2 separate regions of the Xenopus laevis genome follow, and region 2 is linked to region 1. Evidence: chromatin contacts called from public Hi-C data. All regions are on one chromosome and are shown on one strand. The core of a region is the stretch at or near the end of the contact, and the rest is flanking DNA. Distances in the headings are between cores, read along the strand shown.

Region 1 (7,859 bases), core at 3,305-5,804:
CTCTTAGTTGTGTGATAGAAATGCTGTGTATTAATAACCCTTGTGTACTAGTTAGGCGTCCCCTTTTTGTTTGTGATATCTGTATCATAAGTGACAAAACAAGTGTGAATGGTTAAGTGTTTAACCCTCAGCTGTATTATTTGAGCCATGCTGGACTGAGCCTGTAGGTAAGTTGTTTGTCCATATCCTTTAAATCCCCTTCTCTTAGAATAAGTGTGGATGCTTAAAAGTGGGTATATTTATAACTTTGGTTTGCCCGTATACTTATGTTTATTGTATTTATGATAAAGAGCTTTCCAGTATATAATGCATTGCTAGTTGAAGTAGCCATACACAGCCAGCCTCACCAAACAAGCAGATCTTTGCCTAATATGGCCACTCTAAGCTGGAGTGATTTTATTATTGATCCTGGGACCATAGATCGGATCATCCACCGCGGTACACTGATGTGCTCCTTGTCGATTGATTTATGACCAGACACTGGTCGGACAGATCTGTCTGTGGACACCATACATGGGTCAATAAGTTGGCAACTCCGTCTGGAGGGCCACCGTTAACAAAACATGAAATCTTGATAGGCCCAGTTAAGTAGGACAGGTAAATGCCCCAGTGTAAATACTACGGCTGGTTCACTTGTTGGAGAGAGTAACTGTTTATGGGAATATGTGAACTTGAAAAGGAAATATATACTTTGTGCATTAGGGCACAGTAATGTTTTGTAAGTTATAGATGGACCTATAAGAGGCAACTTTTTGATCTTTATTATTTATTTTGTATGTTTTTACTCTGCTGCCTCTTTCCAGTGTATAACTGAAAATGCTTTCTGACTGTCATGAGCAATGACCCTGGCAACCATCCATAGCTTTTATTAAATAGCACACATAGCTGAGCTGATGTGCTTCTGAAATGATCCACACATCAATCAATGAATTTCAATGAAAAACAAAGGAATTAGAGGGATTAGAGAGACATATCACAATGGTTTGAGTGCTGTTGACTTCTGAATCTTACTTTTTTTTAATAAATCATACAATGCAGGATTGAGTATGTGAAAATTCACTGAAACAAATTTAAAAGAGAAGTGAGTAAAGCCAGCTGTTTTAGCAGAACCATTTCTCACGTACACCTGACTAATGTGGCAATTTGTACATCAGTCACAAGTTCTCCCTTCCTCAATACCTTATTTTGCATGAGGTTATTCTGTGACATTCTTCTATTTAAAAAAAAAAAAAAAAAAAGTTCACCTTGTTTTGTTGTTCTAATTTGCAGCATGAAAAACTGCCTCAAGAAACCTGCCCCCTGCTTCTGTTTGTGAATCCCAAAAGCGGAGGCCTTAAAGGCCGCGATCTTCTCTACAGTTTCCGTAAACTGTTGAACCCACATCAAGTTTTTGAGCTGACAAATGGAGGTCCACTGCCTGGGTATGTTATCTTTTGAATTATAAAAACTTCAGTTTAAGGACAAAACAAAAAGGGATAGTAATAAGGTATTATACATGTCTCTCAGTAAGAAAATTACTATAAGTGGGAAGTTATTATAGTTACTATCTTTATATAGCACCAGCATATTCCACAGAGCTTAGCACAGTTTATACATAATTTACATCTGTTCCTGCACCAGTGGAGCATACAATCTAGGGTCCCTATCACATTCACGCACAGTAGGGTCAGTTTTCTCAGGAGCTATTTAACCTGCCTCTTTGGAGTTTGGGAGGAAACTGTAATACCCAGAAGAAAAACACACATAATGGTCGATTAGTTTAGTTGAGAGATTACTTTCGAACTTTTCCTTTAAGGCATCCTCCACCCCAAAAGTAATTTTTGCAAATATAATTCTAAGCAACTTTCCAATATGCATTACAGATTTTCAGTGGTGTTAAAGCCATGTGAAATGTAGTTGCTATTAAAATCGGCATCTGTCAACTGCTAACATTTTCTGCACCCAGAACAGAATGGATAAATAAGCACTGTTTTCAACGACAATTAAATACGGAATGTATTTTCTTGGGTGGAGAGCCCATTTTACTGATCTGCTCATTGTCCTGAAAAAAATAGATCACAGGTGTTTAACAGTAAGCAAAGGTAAAATCTAGAAGCCTGTCTGACAACACAGCCATAGTGTTGCCATCATAATTCATTGTTATGTAACAGTGTAATTTATATTCAAAGACTTATGGGGTGTGTTATAATTAAGCCATTAAATGCTGATCCACTTGCTCAGATGTATTGGGAGAAATTGCATGTCTTTTTTCAAGTCTATACATCATTGTGCATTACCTTCCTGGGTTTTTCTAACTACAAGTCTCTGATATATTAAGTCAGAAATGGGACTTTGTACATTGATTTCAAAATAGGAGATGCCCTTTGAAATTGAAATACTTTATAATTTTAAACACTTTACAAATCTGCTGCATCATTTTTTACTAGATGTTAAGAAAATCCTTACAATTATTATTAGCTATTATTAGGACTATTTTCTTTATTTTCCCCAGGTTTCATACCTTTTCAAAGGTTCCCTACTTTCGTGTACTTGTTTGCGGTGGCGATGGTACTGTTGGCTGGGTGCTCGGAGTTCTTGAAGAGATACGATACAAGTTGGCTTGTACAGAGCCATCTATAGCTGTTCTACCGCTGGGAACTGGTAAGGGCAAAACCAAACATCACAAAACATCCTATGCTATAATGAACAATTTACATCTGTGCATACATGACTTTTCTGTGAATGTCCTACATTGTAAATGTGTAACAGTCTATGAACAGTATTCTTATTGTTCCAGGCAATGATTTGGGTAGAGTACTGCGATGGGGAGCTGGCTATAGCGGGGAAGACCCATATTCTCTTCTGATCTCTGTGGATGAAGCTGAAAATATTCTAATGGACCGCTGGACAATACTGCTAGATGCTCAGGAGGCAGTTGATTCAATGGAAAATGGCTTTTCAGAACCTGACCCCCCAAAGGTAATTATATTTACTTATTTATTAACATTAATACTGTTATTATATCTTGCTTCTAATCTACAGTATTGTTTTTGTAGTCTTTTCTCTCTCGTGTATTATTATTAATAATGTGTCCACAACCCTTTATTTGGGAAACAGGGCTTTTTCTGCAATATGTTTTAAGTGGAGTTATTTGGTTCCACGTAGTATTCCCAACATGACCTTTTCGTAGGTATCTAGTGTGGCCCCCTATCCAAGCTTAGAAGCCAGAGTAGTGCAAAGGGTTGGCCTCCTTGTCTGGCAGTGAAAAGTCAGATGCACACTGATCACATATATGGAACACGTGCACAAGAAAAAAGGGTCGATTGGCATCCAGTGCTAGTTGGCTTCCAGTGCATATGCTCCTTCTAAAGATCAGCTCTTGGGAGCCTGCACATAGGACAGGACACAAGCCTATGAGTACGTGCCCTAACAGGCACAAATCACGTTAGGCCAGAACCTCTTTTGTCCTAATAAATGGCTTTACATGTTTAATATATTTTTTGTCTTGGATTTTCTTGGGAAAAATCCACCAAATACCTTTATATTCCAATTTGTTACATACACCCATGGAATGGAATTCCCTTGGGCTATTACTTTAAAAACAAATTGGCTAAAATACAAGACAAGGTGCCTTGAACATTATTTTGAACCTCATTATGGGCTCAACATACACAGCTCACTAATATTTTTATGGATTTCATACACACACCAGCACAGAATGTATTCCATATTTACCCCAGAAAAATGTCTTGTGTGGAGCTCAACATTATGGTAATTCTGTGAGATTAGCAAGATTTTTTTCTGGATGATTAATAGTTCTTTACAATGCTTGTGTTTCAGTGACGCAGAAAATGGATTAAATAATTTGCAGATCCGCGTTTAAAGATTTCAACTAATTAGGCAAAAAATCCTGTTCATATCTATCATACCAGAAGAGTATCAAATATTCAGATTAAAGGCAACCTTTTATTTGTAATTCAAAGAGCAAATCATTTTGCAATTGGATTCTGCTGCCCTTTGTTATAGATCAATGACAATTTTTAATTTAATTGTCACAAATTGCAAGCCTTCATCTCTCCATCTTGTATCGGGCTGTCTTATTCATAATTCCAGAATCTTAAGTAGTATAACACTGATGCTTGCTTGTTTTTCTCAGGTACTGACATACTGTGTTTTTCTTAGCCAAGTATATTTTTCAAAAATTTCCTGTGACTATATATTAATATGTATTTGGCACAGAAGCAGGTAGGGAAAACTGTTCCTGTATCTTTTTAAATTGGCTAGATATTTAACCATGAAAAAAAATGTACCTTTTCTTTTAGCTACCTATCGTTAAATGATACCGCTCAAGTAAACTTTGTTTTTGAATTTCTATTGAAACATATACAGTTGGGGCAGGATTTAAAGTTGGTGTAGGCCCCCTTGCTCACAACCCCCTCCCCACTCGCACACCTCACATCTCCTTCATTCCTTTTTGCTGTTCCCCTAAATTGCCAGCACTGGGGATTGGATGGGTGGGAGATTCAAACAAATCTCCCACCCAGTCCTCATTTCAGATGCAGTGAGTGGACAACATGCTGCCCCCAGAACTTTATCATCCTAAGCCCATGCCTTTGTGGTCTGCATACATATCCAGGCCTGGTGTTGGTGTCTATTTTGTAAACATCCCACAGCCACTTCCATAAAGCCACTGCTGTGTCAACATAGGTAGCAGTAAGTGTCATTGTAATGTAAACACTCTTATCACTTTGTCCTTTTTGTTCTGCAGGTTGGAAAATGTGCTGTCCACCTGCTATACAAAGCCTTTCATGGCATTCAGCTAAGAAAAGTGTTAGAGCATAGAAAAAGAGGACCAAACCATATTATAAAACCAAACACCACAAAAGAATTAAAATATCCAGGTGCTCTAGAGTGCTGTCAGTATTGAGGAGCATAAATGGAAGTTTACTAGGGGCAACTAAGCAAACAGTCTAAATAAGTATCTATCTTTTGGGCCAAAAACGTACAAGTCAAGTAACGTGTACTTTTTGTTCACGAAAATAGCTAACTGCTGGAAAATCTTTTTTCACTGGTGATAAAGGTGAAAAAAGTGATTTTTATTTCTTGACCCGTAAACATTGAAAAAGTTTGGGAACCCCTCCTTTTTAATATATAACATGCCTTATGGAAACAGTAGTATTTCAGCAGTGACATAAACTTTATTGGATTAACACCAACAGATATTACATCAATACTTAGTTGAGTTTCCTTTTGCAAATGTAACAGTCTCTAGATGCCTCCTATAGCCTTTGATGAGTGTCTGAATTTTGGATGGCGGTACTTCCGTCCATACAAAATCTCTCCAGTTCAGTTAAATTTGATGGCTGCCGAGCATGGACAGCCTGCTTCAAATCATCCCATAGATTTTTCAGTCAGGGGACTGTGACGGCCATTCCAGAATATTGTACTTCTCCCTCTGCATAAACGCCTTTGTAGATAAGTGTATTTAGGGCCATTGTCTTGTTGGAATATCCAACCCCTGTGTAACTTCAACTTTGTGTCTGATGCTTGAACATTATCCTGTAGAATTTATTGATATTGGGTTGAATTTATCCGACCCTCGACTTTAACAAAGGCCCAAGTCCCTGAACTAGCCACACAGCATGATGGAACCTCCACCAAATTTGACAGTAGGGAGCAGGTGTTTTTCTTGGGATGCACTGTTCTTCTTCCATGCAAAACGCTTTTTGTTATGACCAAATAACTAAATCTTTGTCTCATCAGTCCAAAGCACTTTGTTCCAAAATGACTGTGGCTTGTCTAAATGAGCTTTTGCATACAACAAGCGACTCTGTTTGTGGCGTAAGTGCAGAAAGGGCTTCTTTCTCATCACCCTGCCATACAGATGTTCTATGTGCAAATTGCACTGAATTGTAGAATGATGTACAGATACACCATCTGCAGCAAGATGTTATTGCAGGTCCTTGGAGGTGATCTTTGTGTTGTCTGTAACCATTCTCACAATCCTCCACATATGCCACTTCTGTATTTTTCTTGGCCTGCCAGACCTGGGTTTTACAGCAACTGTGCCTGTGGCCTTCCATTTCCTGACTACATTCCTTACAGTTTAAACCTCTGAGATAGTTTGATACTAAACAATCTTTGCTTTCAGATCAGAAGCACAACTTGCAATTGGCCACCTTATATACCTTTTCTCACACCTGCGTATGAAATTCAAGGCTTAATGAGGTATAAAAAAAATAAAAGTATTGCTTGGTATATATATAAAAGCAATACTTTTATTTTCTTTCTCTATAAAGTACAGACCGTTACTGTGCACTGGTGTTTTTAAAGGAAACATAATGTCCTCCTCCCCAACTTATTTTTACATACTTTCACATTTGTTCCCTGTGGTTTACCTATTATACTCACGGAAAATTTTTGTACATGTTTGAGGCTGCAGTATTTGTTTGTCCTTCACCATAAACCTTGAGAAATAGTAAACAGGATTAACTGCTCCACATTAAACATATCATATTTTACCCCCAGATTGTACAGATGAACAACTATTGTGGAATTGGTATTGATGCAGAACTGAGTTTGGACTTTCACCATGCCAGAGAGATTGAACCTGGCAAATTTAACAGCAGGTACGCCAACTACTTCCTTTTGCATGTCTGCCTTAAATGTTGTTATAACACAAGAACCAGGTGAAGATCTTCTGCCTGTTGCCATATTAAAGTGGACCTGTCACCCAGACACAAAAATCTGTATAATAAAAGTCCTTTTCAAATTAAAAATGAAATCCAATTTCTATTTTAATTAAAGCATTCATAGCTGTTGTAAGCTCATTTAAAAAATTTCAGCTGTCAATCAAATATTGTCTGCCACTTTTCTGAGATGATGCAAGGCTTGTCTTAATAACAGTGTCCACAAAATGCTATAATTTTTTAAATCCCAGACTGAAGGAAACAAGATTCAAATAATTTATATAGTGTAATTAAAGTTCATTTTGCTTGACTAATGTGATAAAATAGGATTTTGAATATTTTTTTGGGTGACATGTCCTCTTTAAACTATAGACATAGTAAGTGAGGATCTGTACCACAGAACTTATGGGTGAAGACACACCGAGCTACTAGTAGCAGCTACATGTCATGGCTACAAAACGCCATTGCCTATTGTCTATTTGCAGTAGCTGCTACCAGTAACTCTGTGTTTTCAACCTAAGGGTAAGGGCACACCTGGAGATTCGGGGAGATTTAGTAGCCCGGCGACTCGTGAGGATACTTCAGGCGACTTTGGAAATCGAAGTGCTGCAAGTGCATTGGTGTAGGCGTTTTTTCATTGAAGCAGGCTGAATACACGGGGAAGCAGCTCGGGGAGATTAGTCACCCCAAAGAAGAGGTGATTAGTCGCTGGGCGACTAAATGTCCCCGAATCTCCAGGTATGCCCTTACCCTAATAGTTATAGGTCACTGGGATTCTAGAGTCCAGCTTAGCATAAACACGTGTTTGCTCTGCTTTCAAGATCTAGCGGTTTTGTTTTAGTGTAAGGGCAGTGGCACATGGGGAGATTTGTCGCCCACAATTATGAGCGAGCATATGCGACAAATCTCCAGAAAATGCCTCTCCATAGGAAATAATTGAAATAGATGGCGGTATGACCAGTATATCGCTAAGTTACCCAAAGTTGACTCTGGAGGAAACTTTGGGCAATTTAGTGATATGTTAGTCATACCGTCAGCACTTTCAATTATTTCCCATGGAGAGACATTTTTGTGAGATTTGTTGTCCTCCTTCACTTATAAATAAGGCGACAAATTTCCCCATGTGCCACTGCCCTAATGGGATAGGGGTTTGCAGTCAGACGCTGGTACTGGTATGTGCAGTTTGAGTAG
Region 2 (7,859 bases), core at 3,201-5,700, 100 kb before region 1:
AGCACTGTACTATGGCAAGGATCAGTAATGTTTGGACTTCTAGGTGTGCAGAACTTTATCACTGCATTTAATTGGAGGGAGAATTATAGTTCAGCATCAGCCGAGGAGATATGCAGCAAATGTTACAGCATTAACAGAATGGATGTAAAGGAAATGTTGCTGGCTCTGCTATGGAGTTCACAGCAGTAACATGAAATAAGGATGTAACATTGCTTACTTCCGCTAAGCTAAGGCATGCTCCATAGACAACAAATAAAATTGCACCAGGTGTTGATGTTCGCTTCAGGTTCTATTGTATTGTTGTGTATAAGGAATGGGCCTATTTATTCATATGACTATTATATTGAAATAAAAAAGGAATATGTAATCAACGTATATCTTCAAATGTGCACTCTTTTAAGGAAGAAGATCCAGAGTATCAATATGGCACTTAAATTGTAGGCTTTTCTTGGAAGGGACCTCTTACCTCTTGTCTCTTCTAACATTTATTAAAGTCCGAATTTATCTGTGTATTTTAATAGAAAGTCAGACCAAACTAGAATCCACAATTGGACCTTATTTACTATTAGAAAAATTAAGATTTAAGAGGATGGGGGACAAACACGAAAAAAACCTAGCGAAAATCCAAATTGTACGTTTTTCTCCAAGTTTTCTACGAAAAACCCAAATTTTTCCCTGAAAAAGTCTAATTTTCAAGCTAATTCCAGCGCAGACCAAATAAACATCCAAATAGGACTTATATACAACCTCGGCATATCTGAGATGCCAGATTTAAGGATTCTGACTTTTGCCATTCTCAGGGGTTTTTTCTCCACTAAAAATTTGTATTTTATAGTAAAAAAAAAAAAAAAAACTAGAATTTTTCAAGTTTTTGGCATTCGGACTTTAATAAATAACCCCCTTAAACTTGAATGCAACCAGTTTATTATGTATTAAGTTTAAGGGCTCTTACTGATGAAGCTGCACTCCCCTGCGTTCCGTTTTTCTGCATTCAGTTGCAGGGGAGGGCAGGAATAGACGCATTAAGCTTTTTTCAATGGGGCTGTAATCACACAGGCGCGTGTAGGCACCGAATGCAGGTTGAGACGCAACATGCTGAAATTTTCCTGCGTTCGTCGCCTACATGCACCTCTGTGAGTAAAGCCCCATTGAAAAAAGCTTAATGCGTCTATTCCTGCGGCTGAATGAAGAAAAACGGAACGCAGGGGAGCCCTTAATGTATTAACTCCTGTTGTTCTATAAATGTTTTGTATTACAGTACATTGCTGCATGTACAAGAAATGCTATATGAATAATATAATAAAAAATATACATACATGCATTACAGTTATAGGAATCAGTCATGCATGTTAGGATGTGCCAAGTTGGGGGGGGGCTATTCAGGAGAAAACAGCGGCAGAGGGTACATCAACGGCAATCCGATTGAACATTTTTTACCTATAAAAGTTGCAATAATAAGTTCTTTTTGTTGGAGAAAATGGTGTTCGTGGCATTATACATTACACTAGATAATTATGCAGGTTTGAAGCGGTTACATTCGGGAGAAATAAAAGATTGTAGTTTTATCTCCTTTAACAACCTGCAACTTTATAGTATTATACACAATGTGAACCTTCCTTTTAATCTACAAAGTACTTATCTCTACGCTTACTTCCACTGACATAAACAGATTTTCCCCATAAAAACACTGTGTTTCATTCTGGTTTGACATCACACTGCATGCACGTTTAGTAATCTAATAATCAAGGCTGCAGCAGCAGGTGACTGTGTGTGGGTTGGCTGGATCTCGTTCCCATAAATGGCAAAGATACAAAACGGAACCTGGTGACGTAAGCTCAATGCTTAGAAAGGAAATACAACTAGAGAATAGAATGGGAAAAACTGTATCAGGCAACCTTGTCATTGATAAAAAGATTTGCTCAGATCATGAGTTTATATCTAGCCGAGTGGAAAAATGGAACCCTCTCTCCATTGAATATCTTTAAGGTTTTGACTGGGTCTAATGATTTTTGCAGTATGGATATTGTAAGTGAATGCTTTTAATTGCTGCTTGGGAGAGAACGGTCTATTGTACCCGTACCCGACATTATATTTGCTGTACAGACTAAAGAAGAGGTGGGATTCTGGGAACCATTAGACACTAGATAACATTTACTATTACACATTTTATTATACTTTTACTGTATTCACCAAACAAACTAGAAAACACTGCACTTACCTGGATGCCAACTACTAAATTAGCTTATTATAATCAGTTTTAGCATTTATGTTATTTGTATGGTTTTTTTTATTAGTGCTTCAATTTCCAACCTACAACTCTGTATGCGGTTATCTGGAAGTCAGGGACATTATGAGGGTTCAGTTTTATTGCTAAACTGAATCTTTCTTTTCTCGCCCTCTGTTATTAATTTACCTTGCTGATTCAATGGCTAGCATTAAAAAAAAACAAAGAGCTGCAAAACTATTTTTTTTTTTAATTATTCAATCCCCCCCCCCAACTCTTCTCCAAAACAGTAAGGGTTATATTTATCAAAGAGTGAAGTTAGAGATCACCGCAGTCTGCTAGAGTGAAATTCCGCCACTCTCCATTCATTTCTATGGGATTTTTAAAAGAGTATTTATCAATGGGTAAAAGTGACAGTTCACGCTTTGATAAATACGACTTTCAAAATCCCATAGAAATTAATGGAAAGTGGCAGAATTTCACTCTAGCAGACTGTGATGATCTTTAACTTCTCACTTTGATAAATATACCCCTATGACTAATTGCTAAATGTTTTTGAATAATACTGTCTACAATATACTTAAAAATGGTCTGGTCCCACAAGAGGTTTAGACTAATAGAGCCTATACACCGTTTAGGGAAAACAATACTATTCATTACATAAAATGCTGGTAGCAAACAATATGCAGCCCACATAGGGAGGGAATTCCCAGTGCAAGTGGCCATGTTGAGACATAAAAATGCAAAAGAGTTTGTGTCCCAGCTTCCTCAATATGCACATGCATGAGCGTATAATGAACAAGCTGTGAGTTTCTTAAGTGCATGAGTGTCACCAGATACAGCTGACTGCACCAGGAGCTCCCTCCTGCTATGGGTGGCATATCCCCAATAGGTGTCCTTTAAAAACAGTGTTAATTTCTACTTCACCGTTGTATGATAAAAAGCCAATTTGACAACAAGATTTTTACATCACAATGAAGAACACATTTTATTTCCTTTAGCATTCCAAGATAAATTCTGGTGAGATTTTTTTTGTACAGGCAGTCAGAATTACAGGTGCCTAGAAGCACTGCTGTTACATACCTTATAGATTTCTAATAACAATTTTGGTAGGGAGGAGGTGATGCTAGCTTCTAAAAAGACCACCACACCCGGTAATTATTCTTTTGTTTCCTTGTCCTTTGATGCCACACATACCAATCACAAAAATAAAATAATAAATAATCAACTTATTTTATAAAGGCAAAATATCCACTGAAGTCAATGCAACACATTTGTAAAATTCTATGTAAAAGTGGCAGAGCTAAACAACATTTTTCACTTTCATTTAAGCATCCAGTATGTTTTTTTTTTGTGCTTGGAATCAATATGTATTGTAAAGCACAAGTCATGTTACACTTATCACAGCTTTACAAAATAGAAAAGGTTAGTTGGAACATTTCAAAAGAATACAGAACAATTATGGATAATATAAAATGACCACACTTTTACATTTAAAATATTTGCCCTTTAAAGACAAGGGTCTTGGGCAAATAACATTGGAAATAATGATTAGATATACAGCTTCAAAATGCTGCTATAACCCTTCCTCCAAGCACAGTAGGACTTGTTGCTGGGCAGATCCAGCTGCACTGCTTTCACCCTGTCCTTTTCTGATGGCAGATACATCAGGGGCTGACTGTAAGCTCTTGGGATCAGTGGTTTCTTAATCTACTGTAAGCACCCCCAGTGCTTAATGGCTGTCACACAAGTGCTTTCAGTAATGATTTTTCAGCTGTCATTTAAAAATGCAGCAGGTCTGTCACCCAAGATGACATGTATGTAGACGTATTGGCAGATAGAAACAAATGCACCACAATACCATGCACAGCACAACTGATCCCACATCAGTATACATAAAGAAAAAATTGACAAAACAAACCCCTGTCTCCCCCCCCCCCAAAAAAAGAAAAATACACCATGAATTGAGGTTATAAAAGCAAACACACGTACAAATACGAATATCAATGAATGCATCAGCACGCTAGTATCCATTCTATTTGTCACCTGTGAGCTGTCCTTGTTGTGATAAACAATCTCCCTGTCACAAGCTGCCATCCTCCGGTCAAATCCTTAATCCCATTCCAGCCACCGGTGCACCATCCTCAGACAGCAACCAGTGTGCATCCCCCGTATACAAGGCGCTCTGGGAATTGTAGTCATTTTCTCTCGGTGTAGTTGTACACCGAGGTCGGCTGAGAACTGCATCTCCCATGCTGCTCTGCGTTAGAATAGTCAGTGGGCAGCTAAAAGGATAGAAATGATATGGCAAGCCACAGCGGCACCTACAGCAAGGCCTGCAATGATGCGCTAGAGGAAATTGCAGACTTTCATGGACATTCACTGTCTGAAATCTTCGTTTTCTTTAATAATTGTATATTGTTATTGAGAATGCACAAACAATCCCACTATAAAATGATATGCACATTGAACTGTGTTGTACTCAGTAATAATCATCTCAGTAATTTCTTTTTTTAGCTATGTATGAAAATGAGTGGGCTAATTTGAAAATTCAAACCTCATGGGGGGCAGCTGGGGAGTCTGCTGCATGATATTCAGTCCTCTCCTTATCCCTTTTTTACCACCCACCACAAATAGGGTTGCCACCTTTTCTGGAAAAAAATACCGGCCATCCAATATATATTTATCTTTTTTCCCTATTAATAACATTGCATACCTCCCAACTGTCCCTTTTTCGGAGGGACAGTCCCTCTTTTTACAGCTCAACCTGCAGTCCCTCATTTGTACTGGAAAGTCCCTATTTTCTCTGCACTGAACAGCCAGAAAAAGAAATAACGTTTCTCACTTAATTGGCTTTTAGCAGAGAGCACAGAACAGCTAACAGGTGTAAATAAGATACTTTGTAACAATTTTGAGACACAAAAAAACAGTTTACATAAGGAGAAGTATTTTCAAACTTTCATAACCTGACAAATTTAGTTAAACTGAACATGGTAATTAGGGGGTGTGGCCACAGAAAGGGCGTGGTCAAAACATTTTGCTGTTCTACGTGTGAAAAACATTTTTGTCCCTCTTTTTACTTCCAAAATGTTGGGAGGTATGACATTGGGATCAACCATCATTTTTACCAGCCAGGCCAGTAAAATCCCGGTCAGGTGGCAACTCTAACCACAAATAAACAGTAAGTCACAGGGCCACCTTCTGAAATCTCAAGGTCCCGCACAACAACATTTTCAGGGGCTGCCTCAGAGCGGGCTCCACTAATGGCCAGAGCCCCACATACAAGTAAAAAAAAAAACATTGTTGGCCAGGCCTCTCCCCAAGGTTAGAAAACATTGGTGGCCAGGGCCCCTACAAGTTAAAATAAAATTGGTGCCAGGGCCCCCTACCCATTCAAAGAACATTGGTGGCCAGGGTCCCTCCAAGTTAAAAACATCAGTGACCAGGGTCTCTACAAATTAAAAAAAAACATTGGTGGCCAGAGCAAATAGCACCAGCCCAGAGTATTTCTGTGGAAATTTTTTCAGCACTGTTTTCCTTCCTCGTCTGCAATCTTTTAAAAAAGCCATATTTTTGCATCTAAATTTAGCTTTCATCCTACTGAATATGCAAATCAGGACCAGAATGAAGAGAAGGTGAAAGAAGATGAAGAACATGGTGACAAGGAACTTCTTCAGGTGAAGTCTTTTTAGCTCTGGACAACCTAACACGATAATTTTTTTCACAGATGATGCAATTTTTAAGATTATTTTTTTTTATTAAATATGCAAAGGATTGCATGTTTAGTAAAACGGAGGCGTGAAAAAAAGCGTAAATTTGAATTAGGTCAATCAACTCCAGATATAAAAATTGTCAGTCGTGTTCAGTCTCTCAGACTCTTCTAACAATGTTGCAGGCTCTGATTAAAAGAGAGTAAGAGAGACCTCACCTCTGTTACAATGTTTTAGGAGTCAGACCCTGAGAGATGGAAAGATTCTGCTTTGGGCTGCAATTACATTTATAAATAACATTAAAAAAAAAGAAAAAAACTTTCATTAATGTATAATGGAAAGTTTCTTAGAATTATGTTTTTTTGGGTGGGGGACCTCTTCGGGGTAACATAATTAGCATACTCAATCCAATATTCATGGTGATGTATTATGGTGATTTTATATCATTTACACCTCAAATTTAATTGCCCCAAGGTAATTGGGTTACGGTTATTATATTAATCTTAGGGCTACGTCACCCAGGAAGGACCCTGTTGGGGTTTAAATGCTGTAGATGTAGAAGCATTGCAAAGTTTGGCAATTTAGTAGTCTTGGTAGTCTGCCATATAGCCAATGTTCTGCTGGGGAAAGCCCAGTGTTGGACTGGCATGCCAGGAAAGCCACAAGGAGCATGTGGTGTCTAAAAGATAATTAAATAAAATGAATGAAAGAGAGAGAGATACTCATTACTTGTTACCAGCATATTTTATATAACATCACCTAGCCATTCACCATGGCTCATTTAGTAACTCTGGGCAGCTTTGACCTGGGTAGTAACCTATACCATCCAATCAGTTATTAGTTCAGACACCCACAATATTGAAAACAAAAATTTTGATTGGTTGCCATGGTTTACTGCACTATGGTAAACAAGCCCAAATGTAAACATTTTGGGGGTTCTAGACTTTATTTCCCATTCCACTATTTGGTTACCTAACTGTAAGCAATGATCGGTAAAGAATACATCTTGTGCAAAAGCAGTAAAATGTTACCAGTATGTATTGTATTTGTACACTAGAGGGCAGACTCTAGCTATGCAAAGATGTTTCTTCCTTTTGTGCACTGTCAACTGTTTCTCTTTGCTTGTTTGACAAACGTAAAAACAAACAGTTTATTTTTTAGCAAGGTTGGAACTAGGGATAGGCAGAAGAGGCATGTGCCTGGGGTGCAACTAACTTGCAGTGGGGGTTGCTAGGACTCAATGAACATGCATCTGATGCCTTTTATAACTGCTGTAGCCAGATCTGCCAGGTGGTAATACAGAGCAGGTGAAGGTTTGCAGTGTGAGTCGGGTGGAGTAAGGGGTGTGGAATGCAAGTTGAAGTAGGTGGTGGTGAATGGGTCAGTGTAGGAGCATGTGCCAGCACCTCTTGGCCATGCTTTGCTTTTCACTGCTTAAAGGAAAACTATACCCCCAAACAATGTAGGTCTCTATAAAAATATATTGCATAAAACAGCTTATATATAAAACCATGCTTCGTGTAAACAAATCTTTTTCATAATAATATAATTTTTTAGTAGTATGTGCCATTTGGCACAGTAGTATTTCTGGGCAGGTGATCTCTGATGCTGCATAAAGACCATCACGAAATGGTGGTTCAAGGCAAGAGATGTAAAAGGGCAATATTTACTTAAATATATATTCCAGTTTGGTAAGATTCTTTAAAATGTCACTTGATATGATATCAACTATCTGTTGCTTAAATATTCATTTTGGGAGTAAAGTTTTCATTTAATGTTTATACAAACAGCCTTTAGGATAGAAGAAATCATAGACATATCTATAGACATCTATTCCATAGACATATCTATAGAAATAATTCAAATCAACTGGACTTGCTGTGGATCATTGTGGATTCTGATAAACAGATTATGCTGATTGGAGC

Evidence for each region. Hi-C and Micro-C count contacts between places; a contact is called where the count stands out from the background.
Region 2: a Hi-C map of animal cap shows a contact between it and region 1, with 8 times the contacts expected there. The contact joins the promoter of LOC108703718 here to the enhancer-like site in region 1. A contact is called at or near these places in 3 of 4 Hi-C or Micro-C datasets (the XL177 cell line, the XTC cell line and animal cap).

What each region holds. Positions count from the first base shown.
Region 1 is chr1S:101,149,761-101,157,619 of Xenopus_laevis_v10.1, reverse strand. dgkq.S (diacylglycerol kinase theta) reads left to right here. Exons shown (of 23, transcript XM_018239916.2): 16 at 1,270-1,421; 17 at 2,492-2,640; 18 at 2,777-2,958; 19 at 6,508-6,608. Among protein-coding and RNA genes, the nearest start is that of slc49a3.S, 39 kb to the right of the region's middle. Within about 2 kb of position 4,554, at least 2 of the 7 cell types and tissues checked have an H3K27ac peak or open chromatin away from gene starts, as enhancers often do. A contact at or near this core is called in animal cap, where this site is marked.
Region 2 is chr1S:101,253,569-101,261,427 of Xenopus_laevis_v10.1, reverse strand. It overlaps LOC108703718 (survival motor neuron protein), which reads right to left and starts at 4,450. Exons shown (of 11, transcript XM_018239913.2): 1 at 4,271-4,450; 2 at 1,317-1,437. The coding sequence starts at 1,322.